Linked DNA regions of Mus musculus: region 1 is linked to region 2. The links are chromatin contacts, called in public HiChIP or PLAC-seq maps. All regions are on one chromosome and are shown on one strand. The core of a region is the stretch at or near the end of the contact, and the rest is flanking DNA. Distances in the headings are between cores, read along the strand shown. Region 1 holds the start of Slc6a5 (solute carrier family 6 (neurotransmitter transporter, glycine), member 5). Region 2 overlaps Prmt3 (protein arginine N-methyltransferase 3).

Region 1 (6,210 bases), core at 3,704-6,203, 68 kb after region 2:
AATTTAATCTCTTTAAAATGTATATGCAGCCTTTTGGTCTAAATTTATGAGTATCACTGTACAGTTAGACTTTAGAGTTCAACCTCTCTACCCTTCCTCCCTTTTTACTTGGCTGTCCTTCCTTGTCCCTGTCTACTCTGATCACAGCAATGCTCACAGCATTAACCAGTTAGCTTAATTCCTAATTGCCTCCTATGTGTGTGCCTCCACATCTGGCGGCACTATGTGCACATACATAATACTTTAACTTTCATTTATTTATTTATTTATTTATTTATAACACAAATATGTTTATTTACATTGAGACAGAGTCACATATATCTCAGACTGGTCTCAAACTCACTATATAGCTAAGCTCGAGCTTCTGATTCTTCTGCCTCCTTTTCCCAAATGCTGACATTACAGGTGTGCCCCAGGATTTCCGGATTTTATTCAGTGCAGAGGACTGAACTTGGCGTTTTTGGGCAGGGTGAGCAAGTCATCTCTGAACTTAGAGCTACATATCTAGTTCTCCCAAACACATTCTGCATCTGGCTTATCTCAAGCTGTTATAAAAATCTCCAATATCCACCTGACTCTAGTCCATTTCAACAGCTACAAAGCATTGCATGCTAATGATCTAATGTTCATATGTGTATATTTATTTCACTTTGTCAGCTGAGCCATAAAACCAAAATTAGCTGCATTGGACAGTATTGCTAAGCCTAGTGTTGCTAGCTGAAGGGATGATATGGTGGATTTTTTTAAAAGGAGGATGCTCACTGGTTTTGTTTCTATTGTTACAAGTGACTCTTGGGATTCTCCCATACACACACTGGGAAAGTATGGCAAGGGACTTCAGATGTCCTTGAAGGTCCTTTACAGTTTGTTCTAAACTCCCCTGCTTCTGTGGCCAGCACCTACTGGCCCACATGCTGCTGCAGTGATGTGGGATTCCTCATTATTGCAGACTTGGGAGTCAAGGTCTCTGAATCTGCAACACAGAGTCCTCAGTGTGGACTCTGCTGGGATGATGTAAAGAAGGAGACTCGCTCTGATCTGTCTGTGTCCTTTGACTCCAGTGATCTAAATGGGAACTGGACCAACTGTGAGGCTGAGGCTGAGTATTAAGTTCCAAGCTTCTGCACTGTGCACTGCATTTTACCTTAGTATAAACAAAGGTACTTCTCGACATATTCCTAGCAGCCTCAGTGTTTGGGCACATTTTACTAAAAAATTAAAAAAAATAAAGGTAAACTCTTGATTGTTTTATTGGCTAAGGAGAAAAAATGGGTTCACACTAGCTATCTTTTTGGAAAGTTGTCTGCTCTTTGTATCCACCTACTCATATTGTGCCTTCTGAACCAGGCACAGAGATCTGCTGTTTTTCCTAAATCTCCGAGTCTTCAAGTATACTGTCCATCTAGACAGAGTAGTAGCAATATCCGAATCCTCAGCACACCAGGTAGCCAGCTTCAATCCATTCACTTCATGTGCACATTCTCATTTATCTTCAGGTCCCTCTCCACCTCTGGTTAATTCTTCATTTAACAAATGGAAAATGTCCCTCAAGGTCAGGGAACCAGGAGGCAGTGCGGTCTGTCTGCAGAACTTAGATCCTTAACACAACACAACACTACAGCGGCAATAGGCAGCAGTAGACAGTTGGAGAAAATACTGCATGGCTTCTTGACTGTCAAGCAATGTCACCTGAAACTCACATGGTGCCTTCACATCCATCATCCGTAGAGGTAAGTGCTGGCATAGCCATATAAACATCAACTAAACAAAGACACGCAGTTCACACAACATTTCATTTCTTCTGTGTGGTATGGGGTAGACTGGAATCCACACAGATTTGGCTCCAATCCCAGCTCTGCCTGCCGACCCTGCGCAAGTTCCTTGGCGTTTTTGATGAATCACACTGCTGTTCTTCCTTGCACCAAAATCCTGAGGACCAGAGAAGGCTGAGGCCACTAGCTCTGGGTGAATAGTAGTGTAAAACACCCTTTCCTTTCCCGCCTTAATTCCTTTTGGGGAGAAAGAGGGCAGGGACTTGGCTTAGCATGGCTGTCCTCTGGGTACTCTCAGCTTGAGTTCCAGCTGCCTTTTGCGTCTTGGCACAAACATCAGCTTCAGAGCTATAGCCAGACAGTTCTTTTTCCACTAGGCTGCCCCAACCGGGTGGTGGACACGGTCTTCTTCGCAAACAGCTATTTATTTGCTTATCTTCAAGGAAGGAGGGGAGAGGGGCAAGTGATAGAGGACAAAATCAATTACTATTTTTCATCTTTGACAAAGTAATTAAGGCCATAGCGACTGGCTAATTCCGACCGAATGGCTGCGCACGGATGGATGCGGATTTACAGCCTCCTTGGCTGCGGTGCGCACCGGCCCAGATTATCACTCTGAACAGGCGGCAGAAGAGGCAGGAGGTGGAGGCTTATGTGGGGGTGGGTGACAGACTTTTCACTCCGCCCATTTCTGCTTTTTAATTAATTAATTAATTAATTAATTAATTAATTTTATTTGGATCTGCAGCACCATCCTTTGATTCTCGCAGGCGTTGACACACAACTGGACTCCAGATGATGCCCCCCTCCCCCAGTGCCAGGTCCCTGCTTCACTGTAGGGGGGAGGAGGAGGGAGGTGTTGCTCTTTTGGTCACTATCCTGTTGGAGCGACTCCTCTCGGTGTCTGGTCCCTGAACTGTCCCTCCACTCTATCGGCAGCCCCTCCTTTCTGGAATCTTGCGGCTGGAGGAGGGGGGGTTCTTTGTGGAGCTTGAACTGGCGCCTACTCGTCACCCGCCTCTGCAGGACCTTATTAGCCCCATGCTAACTCAAATGCGCACTTGAGCAGGCGACACGTCAGATCTGAGGCTGAGCGGGGGCGTTGGGCATCACTCACGGTCAGCAACGAAGTGGGGGTGGAGGGTAGCGGGAAGTAGCCCTGCACGACTCGGCCACCTCAGTACATTCCCTCCTTACTGGCCAGGCTCTTTTGCACACTCCACCGACTCCCGCGTCAAGTCTGGCAGGGGCTGCTCAGATGCAAATTTGGAGACTAGCCACAAGCTTTGAAGTCGTGACTATTTGCTGTCAAAGTGGCCTCTGGACCTCAGAGCCAGACCTGAATCTTAACTAGAAGCGGGTCTCATGACTCCATTGAAGCCACTCCCGGACATTGCACTTTCTTGGGATTTGAGGATATTACAGGACTGTCAACCCTACCGGCTTTCAGAGCCTTTTTCAGTCAGAGTACCCCAGGGTCCCACTCATCCCCTTATTCCTCCTCTGAGTCCTTCCCCATTTCTCGGTTGCCTAGAGTGGTGACTGGTGCAGGCAACGGGCTGTGGAGGAGCTAGTAACTTCAAAATAGACCCTGACCTTAGCGTTCACAGCATAAACACTGGAATAATTTCCGAAAGGCTGTTGGCAAACTTAAACGTAATAATTTCGTGGAAGCGTTGCAGATGGCCTAATAGTAAAAGCTCAGTAAATGTCAGTAAAAGGCTATCTGGAACCCGAAAGACACTGGGAGGACAAGGCTCCTCTGGCTGCCTACTCGCCCCCATCCCCCGCTGCCATCCCCAATCCCAAATAGTGCAGACCCAGAATCCAGGTGGCTATCCTGGGAGAGCCAGGCTCACAGAGGCATCTACCACTCTTGGAGTCTTGGAAGGGTGAGGGAGGAGACCCGAGTGGAGCAGCAATGCCCCCGGCATCCACCGCAATCTGCCACCGCAGCCTGCGCCCTCGGCCGCTGCCGCGGCTTTGTCCTGGCTCCGCAGGGAGACAGCCCAGTCGAGTGCGACGGCACGGACCCGGAGGCGGTGGGCCCCGTTGCGCGCTCAGCGCTTTCCAAGCTTCCCGTTCCAGAGGCCACGGTTCCCTAGCTAGGCTGTCAAGACAAGAGAGAGGGGAGGCATATTGCTGCAAATCCCCTTCTAGTTTTCAAATGACACCTTTGCAAAGGGCTTTTCCCTTTTGTGATCGTGGTTGCTGCCTTGTACCTCGGGTAAAGTTCATAGTCCACCTGGCCACTTCAGACCTGGGCGGGAGCCCGCAGTCTCTTCTTAGGGTTTCCCAGAGAGCCAGCCCTGCCCTGGGTTGCGGGGTGGGGGTGGGGGTGGGGATCCTCGTTTCAGGTAAAACTGCATTCTCCAATCAGGCCTTATTTTAAAAGGATTTTTGTTTGGAGGACCACGGAGAAAGGGTGGGTTTTACATGGCTGGAGGACTAAGTCAGTATTTAAAAATAAATAAATAAATAAATAAATAAATCCAGAAGAGCCTAAAACGTACAACGAGAAACAGGATTAGCAGAGACAAACAGGGATGAGAAAAGTGCATTTAATAGTTTAAACGAAAACTCGGGGTCTTTCCTTAGATTGACTTTCTGGAAAGGCTGGGATGTAGGGATCTGAACACCACACACTGACCAGCCAGGTGCGCCCTGACCAAATACAGGGCTCTACCCTGGAACAGGCATAGAAGATCTGGCTGGATACCCGAGACAGGCCTGGCATTCTTTGGGGGGAGGGGATACTTTTGAATCGGACAGAGATTCAGGGAGAGCGCAAGCAAATTTGATGGGAGAGGGAGACTGATTTGACCCCCCCCCCTCCCTCACTTTAATCCAATCTGTTTGGTTGGCGGCTGCGCCTTGCCTTGGAGTCTTGGGCGCAGTGGGACGTGTCTCTCCCATGTTTCCCTTAATTAGGAGGTGGCAAACTTTTCTCGTTCCCTCCCACCGGCTTTGGTTTAGTAATCAGACCCACATGAGTCACGCCAAACACGCAGCCCCCTCCTACCGGAGTGACAACAAGACAGCGTACTCCAGGCTGTTGTCCCTTTAAAATCCGAATCCAAAGGGGTAATGATTTATCAAACGTGTATTATCAGGAAGATGTCAAACGAAGGGCACCTTGCTTCCCACTGACGCAAACCCAGCCTTTCCCGGGGAGATATAGAAAGCGCCTCTTGTTCCAGGGCCAAACCTAGATCAGTAGAGGATTTTACTCTACGGTTCAATCTGTTGTCCGCATCAGACATGGTGAGTGCTTGCTTTTATTCTCTAAAGAAAGGTGGAAGTGGGGATAAGGATGGCTGGCTCGTTTGGGGTATTTCTTTTTGGAAATATCTGCAATAGGTGAGAGGCAGAGAACCATTTTCGAAGGCTCAAGTTCAGGTATTCGTACTTGGGAGCCTTGCCGGAGGGCAGAGGAGGTTTCCCTAGATGGTAAAGCTGCTCTTAAACCCGGTCTTAGGTACTGTCCGTGGTACTGAAAGTCAAGATTCCTTTAACCGCGAGTCGCTCTGGGTCTTAGGGACAACTGAGAACGCAGACTGGAGTCCAGGCATTGGGTTTGGTGCACGTAAACTCGGTTTGTGCGTTTGTGAAGCGGGTTAGAGCAGAGATTTTCGGTTGATGAGAAGGTAGTTTGATTGGTTTTACAGTGAAGTAATTATACTATCTTGGAACTCTGAAAGGTAACACTAGCACGCGGAAGCCGAAGGGAAACCCACTTCTGGCAAGTCTTTAAAATTCAATAGGGAGAAAGCTAATGAAAATTATTGGTGAGTTTTGGTCCTCAGTCAAGAGTTGGGAGGGAAAGAATATTATATTACTGGAAATGGACAGCAAAATAAAAATAAAAAATTGGCAAGATCCGTATACATTGGAGGGGTCTGGAATCAAGTGGAGAGAATGTAAGGGTCAAAGCCAGCTACTATGCGTTTCCCATCTAGTTTATTGTTTTAGTGGTGGGCTGTTTGTTGGTAGTAATATTTTGATTTTAAAAAAAACAAAAAACAAAAAACCTTTAGCCTTGACTTTGCATCTTGGGTGACCAAGGTAGGCTGAATGCTGGAGTTTGAATTTACCCGTGTGGCTTCCAGCCTTGGCCTACCCCAGAGCATGTTTTGTGATCACAGCTTGTCTATGGGGGGAAAAAAAGGCAATGTGCATTGTTGAATGACAAAGGAAATGGGGCGGAAAATTAAAGAATCTTTCTCCACAATGGTGAAGGGGATGTGGTACCCACAGCCTTGATTTGAAATCCACAGAGGGCAGGGAGCTCCTGGCTGTAGGGTTATTTCTATATTGCCCGCCTCTTTCCCCCTGTCAAAACCCACTCATTCTTCGGTCTTAGTTCCTCCTCCACTTGGGAGAAAATATTAGCTTCTTCATGTCCCAGGATTACAGACGTGTCTGGCGAGTGGAGAAA
Region 2 (6,589 bases), core at 1,644-4,143:
GAGTACCTTCTTAGCACACGAGGAGACCAGGCTCCCTCCCCACTGCATAAACCAGGCTGTAATTCTGGCAATGGGGAGGTAGAGACAGAAGAATCGGAAGTGCAGAGTCATCTTCCACTACCTAGTGAGTCTGAGGATGACCAACAGTAGGTGGGACCCTGTCACATAGAGAGTTGGAAGAAAACAAAGGTGATGTGGAGAGGGAAGGAAGACCCAAAGAAGTCAGACTTGGCTGCTTCTGCCCCGCAGGTATTGCCACTTTGAAGCAGCCAAGCAGCTTCATGTTGCCCCTCTGGTAGCCTCTACCCTAGCAAATAGAAGGTGTACTTGTCTTCCTAAGACTTTGTAATGGGAATCCTGAAAGACTGACATCAGAACAGGACAGAGCAGACACCAGAGAGCTGTCACGACTGCAGCCAGCTTCGTAGCCCCTGAATGATCCAAGGGCTCTGGATCCCCAGTAGTGCTCTACAACAATGTTGAGTTGCTAGTTCCCCGGGGCATATCTGAAATAAATTTAAAAACCTTTCTAGAAGATTATTCTTATACGCCTAGAATGATTTCTACTGGCAATTTAAAAATAGCTCAGTGTATAGAACATAATCTAAAGCAGTCAGTGATTTAAAAATACAGAAGACAACATGGATCAAGAATCAGGTGAAACGGGAGGGGATAATGTCAGCTCTAGCTGCCACAGGTACTATTTTGTCCAAATAGACTTTAAATCAGCTAGACTTGGCATGTTCAGGAGAAAAGGGCTTAAAACATGTTTAAAAAATAAGGTACCCAATATGAAAAAGAACCAGACATTCTAAAGCTCAATACAGTACACGTTAGCAGCAGATCTGCATACAGCAGTGTTAAAAGGATTTGTGAGCTGGGCTTTATGCCAAAAGAAAATAACTCAAGAGATGCAAGGACAAGACATGTCCTTGCTGCCATTCCTATTGCTATGATGAAATAACCCTGGAAACACCCAAGGAAAGAAGGTGTTACTGTATCGCACAGTTGATGATACTGTTAACAATGCAGTGAGCTCTCCAGCCAACTACAGTTGTAAAATTCATTTTCAAATTAAGAAACAGAAAACAGGTAGGTGTGGTGGTGCATGCCTTTAATCCTAGCACCTGGGAGACAGAGACAGGTGGATCTCTAAGTTAGAGGCCAGGCTGTTCCACGTAGTGAGTTCCAGGTCAGTCACAGCTACAAATGATCATGAAAATGCAGGAAGAATGAGTAACAAGCTGAGGTGGATCCAGGAAATGATGGAGAGAGCCTGGGATAGTGCATGCCTATAACCTCAAAGGATCAGGAGTTCATGGTTATTCTTGGCTGCATAGTTCAAGGCTATCCTGAGCTATGGGGGATTCTGTATCAAAGAATGAAGAAATGGTACAATGCAGATTAAACCTACAGACAGTGATGAGGATGAAGGAAGCAGCAGGAATGCTCACTCAGAGTGTACCCAGCAGCCTCTAGTGTTAGCATAAAAAACCTGCTGCATTACTGAGAAACCTCACAGCTTTCAGAGGGTCTGCTGGTACAGGCTGAGGAAATTCCTTATACCAGTTCTCCATCTGAAGTCTTTCTGCCTAAATTTTCAGTCAACATAGGAGCAACAGAGAGAATGAGTACAGTACAGAAGCCGTTCGGAGAAGCCATGTTCACATACGTTTTATAATAGCAGCACAGACAAGCTCAGGGAAAAGTAGACAGACACAAAAGACCAAATGATTTATGGTCCTATTTCTGTTCATGTGTGTGCTGGAGAAGCTAGCCTGAACCCTTGGAAAGTAGTGCAGTGGTTTCTTTTGGCACAGGGATGCCTAAGTCTGGCTTCATGTGCAAGAACATCTAGGATGACATTTTTGGTTTATTTTTTTTTTAGACAGTCTCATTTGTTGCTCTAGCCGGCCTGACACCCACTATATGGAGCAGGCAGCCCTGTAACTTACAGAGACTCACCTGCTTCTGCTTCCAAGGTACTGGGATCAAAGGCATGCACCATCACACCTGGCTGTTTTCTGTTTCTTAATTGAATATGAATTTCACAGTTGTAGTCGACTTTAAAGCTCACTGCATTGTACACTCCAGTTATTCTTCTTCATGCACATAATACATTAAGAGACTTTAAACTAGGCATGGGTGACATAATTCCAGAACTTATAGGATAGAGGTAGCAAGATCAGTCTGTGTTGTCTGAGATCCTATTTCCAAAGAACCAAATAGTAATAGTATTTTTAAAGGTAAATAATAATTTTAAAGGTAAAATAATAATATATAAAACAAAAGCTTTTATTTAGAGGCCAGAAGAATGTGCAATTAGGTGTGTTTAGGTAACAGATGATAGGTATTTGTGTTTTTGTGAGCTAGTTGTACATGCCTTAGACCTCCTACTCAGGAGACTGAAGCAAGAATACCAGAGCCCACATAATCAGATTTTTTTTTCCAAAAAGCAACTCTAGACTCTGAAGAGATGATTCAATTTGTTCCTAAAATCATGTTAATAAGTAATTTTAAATCAGAAGGATATGATCTAAACTTGAAAAGGTCTTCCAGCCATTATCTGGGGATAAGTCAGTATTGTAGTGAGTTTTTGCAGAAAGAGGTCTTGTTAGGCATTTTGTGTGTTGTGCTGTGTTCCATGTTGTTCAGTCCATTTCTAAACACCACTCGGTCTGGCATTGCCCCTTGGGAGTTGCAGAGCACTTAGCATGCATTGTCCCCTAGAGGGACCACAACAGCAACAGAGATGCAAATCCACTCTTGGGATAAAATAGAAATTAATTGAAGAAGAAAGAGTCTATAATTTAAGGCATAGTTAGCTTGGGGAGGAGGCTGTAGCTCTCACATTTGCTGGTTTCTGTGCTGTGCAGTCATCACAGCTCCAGTGTCTGCTCAGCCGCCGTGTCACCGAGTCTGTGGTTTTGCATGGTTATGTTTACAGTATAAGCTCTAACACCCCCCCTGCATTATCTGCTGCTTGCTTCAGACCCTTCATCTGTTGGCGTTTAAATTCAGTGTTGAGATTGTGAAAGAAATACTCCACAGCAGATGAATTATGCTTTTGCTGCAGAGATCCTGCCGCATGGATTACAAGCTCTGTTTCTCTATGCTTGAATAAACTCCATCAAAAGCACATTATCCCCCACGTCTGTGGCCAGCTGCCTAATTGTATCTGCTGTAACCACACGCTGGTGGAACATGATACCAGAGAGGAACAGAAATGATGAATTACCCCCTGCAGGTGATAGCGATCATGATGATTTTTAATTTCCTTCTTCCTCATACAGTCTAGACTGACTTCATTTCATTGGCTGCTGTCTTCTTCCTTGTGCACATGGGTGTCCCTTTGTAAAAAGACCCGCCGCACTGACACACATGAAAAAGTCATTTGTTTAATTCTAAGCCATTATTCCTCAAGTGTATGAGTGTAAAATGAACTGTTTACTTTTATGCATACAAAGTAAACAAGCAAAAAAATGTGGCTTAAAAACTTTTCTTTTTTTAAATGATTCTGTTTATAACTGCTTTGCTCTGTGACCCCCACACGAGGCTTGAGCCAGCTCCCGTGAAACCGTGTTCTGGTGCTCGGGGATGTTCTGTCCTATAAGGCCACACACTGACTTTCACTTCCTCGTGTGCCTCAAATGGCAGACTCGGGATTCTGGTAATGTTAAGAGTGGTCACCTGTCCTAGAAATCACTGTTGGCCAGTCTTTCCTCTCCTGCTGTCATCATTTCAGTCTCACTTTTCACTCTGGTGACTATTGGTGGCTGCCCATTCTCCCTCTCAGCCTCAGAGACTTGTAGCTACAAGTTTTTCTGACTGATACAGCACAGTGGTGGGGGCATGATATAATTATGACCCTGACTTTGTAGATTAGTCAGCTGCTTTTGATTTTTATGACTCCTCCTCCCAAGCAGTCCCCAGTGCTGCTGCTGACAAGATATGTGTTCTGTGCCTGTCTTCTGAGCCACCTGATATCCCCATGTGCTTGGGGAGCTCAGCTCCAGTCATTTACTGCTATTAGCTAAAAGTCATAGCTCCAGTTCTTTGTGGTGATTGTTGATTTTTGTGTTTGAGTGACTTCCAAGTGGGGAATGTAGTTCATTGGAGTTAGCACCTGGAGCCAGGTGTACTGATGCACGCCTTTAATCCCAGCACTTCGGAGGCAGAGGCTGGAGGATTGATCTCTGAATTTGAGGCCAGCCTGGTCTACAGAGAGTTCCAGAACAGCCAGGGCTACACAGAGAAACCCCATCTGGGGATTGGTAGGGGAAATTAGCACTCAAGTACCTAAGACATCCTGCCATGGTGGCAGCAACAGGATGGTGGAAGTGTAATTGAAAGGCAGTTTCTAGACAGAACAGTTTTGTTCATAAAGCAGCTGACATTTGATTGAAAACAGCACTCTGCCCAAATGGCCCTGCAGAAATACAAGGTCCAGCCATAGTTCAGCTGGCTTCCACAACTGCAGGTTGAGTCTTTTCTTTGTGTCTCTAGAACTACATCTCTAGTAATGCCCTCAGTGCCTGAAACTCCAGACAGTACCCAAACCAATGTATCCCATGTACTGTCAGCACGTACATGCACGGCTCCAGTAAAGTGACATACATCCAAAGCAAAATGAAGGGGCGGCAGCAATGACTGGGACACTGGGAATACCATAGGAAGCTACTTTCAGTTTGCTTATTTCTGGAATGTTTTATTACTATTTTTAGACTACAGTTGATCTTGAGTAACTGAAATTAAAATAAATAGATAATAAATAAAACACGATATGGACAGATTACTAAATAGCTAATAAGAAAGGAGACATGAAGAACATGTTCAGGACTAGCCTGAGCTACATGAGACCCTGTCTCAAATGGGAGCCCAGAAAATCCCCCTTTGGCTTTCGACAGCCAGTGTGTTCTGTATTTTCCGGTCCTGGGAAAGCTCACTAAAGAGCAGGCTGTCTGCAGATACTGTTCATCTTTTCCTAAGTCCTCTCATGTCTCTGAGGTCTCAGTCCCCAGCTGCTACTGAGAAGACAAGCCTGAGGAAGCAGAGGTAGGTGCAGTTCCCAGAAAGCGGAGCAGGTCAAGAGGCTTCCAAATGCTGGCCACCGAAGCAACAGAAATGCTTCTTCCTTCCTCACTTTTGTTACCCAAGCTCATCAGTAGCTCCTTCCCTGTTTATGGTAGGGTAGGCAGATTAGCTTCATGTTTGAGTTTTTGCTAAAAACCGTAGGCAGCTGTCTTGGGTTACGGACAGTTCCAAGGTATCTTTGTACTTTTAGATCCCTCTTTAGACAAGCATTCTGACATCATTGCAACTGTCCTGCCAGGTGATTGGCAGTCTGCTTTTATAAAAAGCAGAGTTAGAGAAATAGTTTTCTTTGTGATTTCTTTTTTTTTTTTCTTTTTTCTTTTTCATATATCTCAGACTTAAGAAAAGTCCTCATCAGCTCTTTCTCTTCCCTCTTTCTGCTCCCTCTTCATTGAAAAATGTTATTGTGGGGGTGTTAACTGAGGGAGAGGCGACTTTTCCAGGTCAGTCCATTTTTTTTTTCTACAAAGGAGACTGTAATTGATTGGCCCAGCCTTTGGGGATAGCTGAGACATAAGGGTGGTGGCTGAAGTATAGGTCTGTGTAATGTTACAGGTAGAAGGAATAGTATTCACATTTACCTGTTTCCTATAGCTGATGTTTCTTTTAGAAATGTCAATATAGACAAATACAGCAGACAAATAATCCAAAGTTGTCACCTGCCATCCCTGGTGAGCATCTTCACAAGTGCATTGTGGTCACACATTGGGCGTGCCTGCCACCCAGTAGTGTGTTCTGATTGTTTCTCCAATCAGTAGTCACCTAAGGAAACATTTCTCTGCCCCCTTACTGAGTTTTCCACCAATCCTCTCATTTAGATGTCCCGTGATTTAATTTCTGGCTTAGTGCAGATTCCACATGTGAAGGTCTCAGCCTGAATAGCCCCACATTTCAGAGCTCATTCACCAGTGGTAGATCCCCACATCACCTGTGCCTGTGTACCCTGACTGCAGAGCTCTACCTTCCTCAGCAGTCTGCGGTTTCCAGAGTCTTGTGTTAGCTACAAAGAAAGAGTGGATGGAAAGGCCCCATCCCCAGAGCTGCCTACGTCACACAGGCTGTGTGAACCATTCTCCTGCTACATGGTCTCCGTCTCCTTCTTAAGGGTTTTTATTGAAGTTTCTTTTATTATTAATCTTTAGCTATCAGTACCTGACTCCGTCCTTAGTCCTCTCTCCCTACCCAGGGGAAGATTATGCCTAGTCATTGTCCTTTTCTAAATAAGCCAGCCTTAAAAACAACAACAATAAAACATGGCAATAAATCATTTGGTTTTTATCAGTTTTTTAAATCTCTATTCATTTCTTTTGGCGAATCATTAATGTTCAAAGGACAATGATTTAGTTAGTTATCCTAACTACTTCAGGCTAGCTGTGTATAAGAGACAGGGGACTAAAAATGTTTGAGAGCTCTATAAAATGAGTGAGAATTCTAAAAAACCTAGCTATGCCTCAGCCATCCTCGTAAAAAGACTGCAGCCTGATAGGGCACAGTG

The links. HiChIP or PLAC-seq counts read pairs in DNA pulled down with a chosen protein or histone mark.
Region 1: a contact with region 2 is called in an H3K4me3 HiChIP or PLAC-seq map of neural tube, with 2.3 times the contacts expected there. The contact joins the promoter of Slc6a5 here to the enhancer-like site in region 2. A contact is called at or near these places in 2 of 39 promoter capture datasets (the 3T3-L1 cell line and liver), 1 of 15 datasets of contacts at CTCF or cohesin (the NIH/3T3 cell line), 12 of 484 Hi-C or Micro-C datasets (the AtT-20 cell line, the C2C12 cell line, the N1E-115 cell line and 5 more), 8 of 115 datasets of contacts at active chromatin or transcription factors (a beta-TC-6 cell line, bone marrow-derived macrophages, differentiating embryonic stem cells and 5 more) and 5 of 9 other capture datasets (adipose tissue, embryonic stem cells, liver and 2 more).

What each region holds. Positions count from the first base shown.
Region 1 is chr7:49,905,346-49,911,555 of GRCm38.p6, forward strand. It overlaps Slc6a5 (solute carrier family 6 (neurotransmitter transporter, glycine), member 5), which reads left to right and starts at 4,954. Exons shown (of 16, transcript NM_001146013.1): 1 at 4,954-5,036. The coding sequence starts at 5,034.
Region 2 is chr7:49,839,873-49,846,461 of GRCm38.p6, forward strand. The region is part of intron 13 of Prmt3 (protein arginine N-methyltransferase 3); the gene reads left to right. Among named protein-coding and RNA genes, the nearest start is that of Prmt3, 65 kb to the left of the region's middle. Within about 2 kb of position 2,894, at least 72 of the 459 cell types and tissues checked have an H3K27ac peak or open chromatin away from gene starts, as enhancers often do. A contact at or near this core is called in the AtT-20 cell line, the C2C12 cell line, the N1E-115 cell line and 1 more, where this site is marked.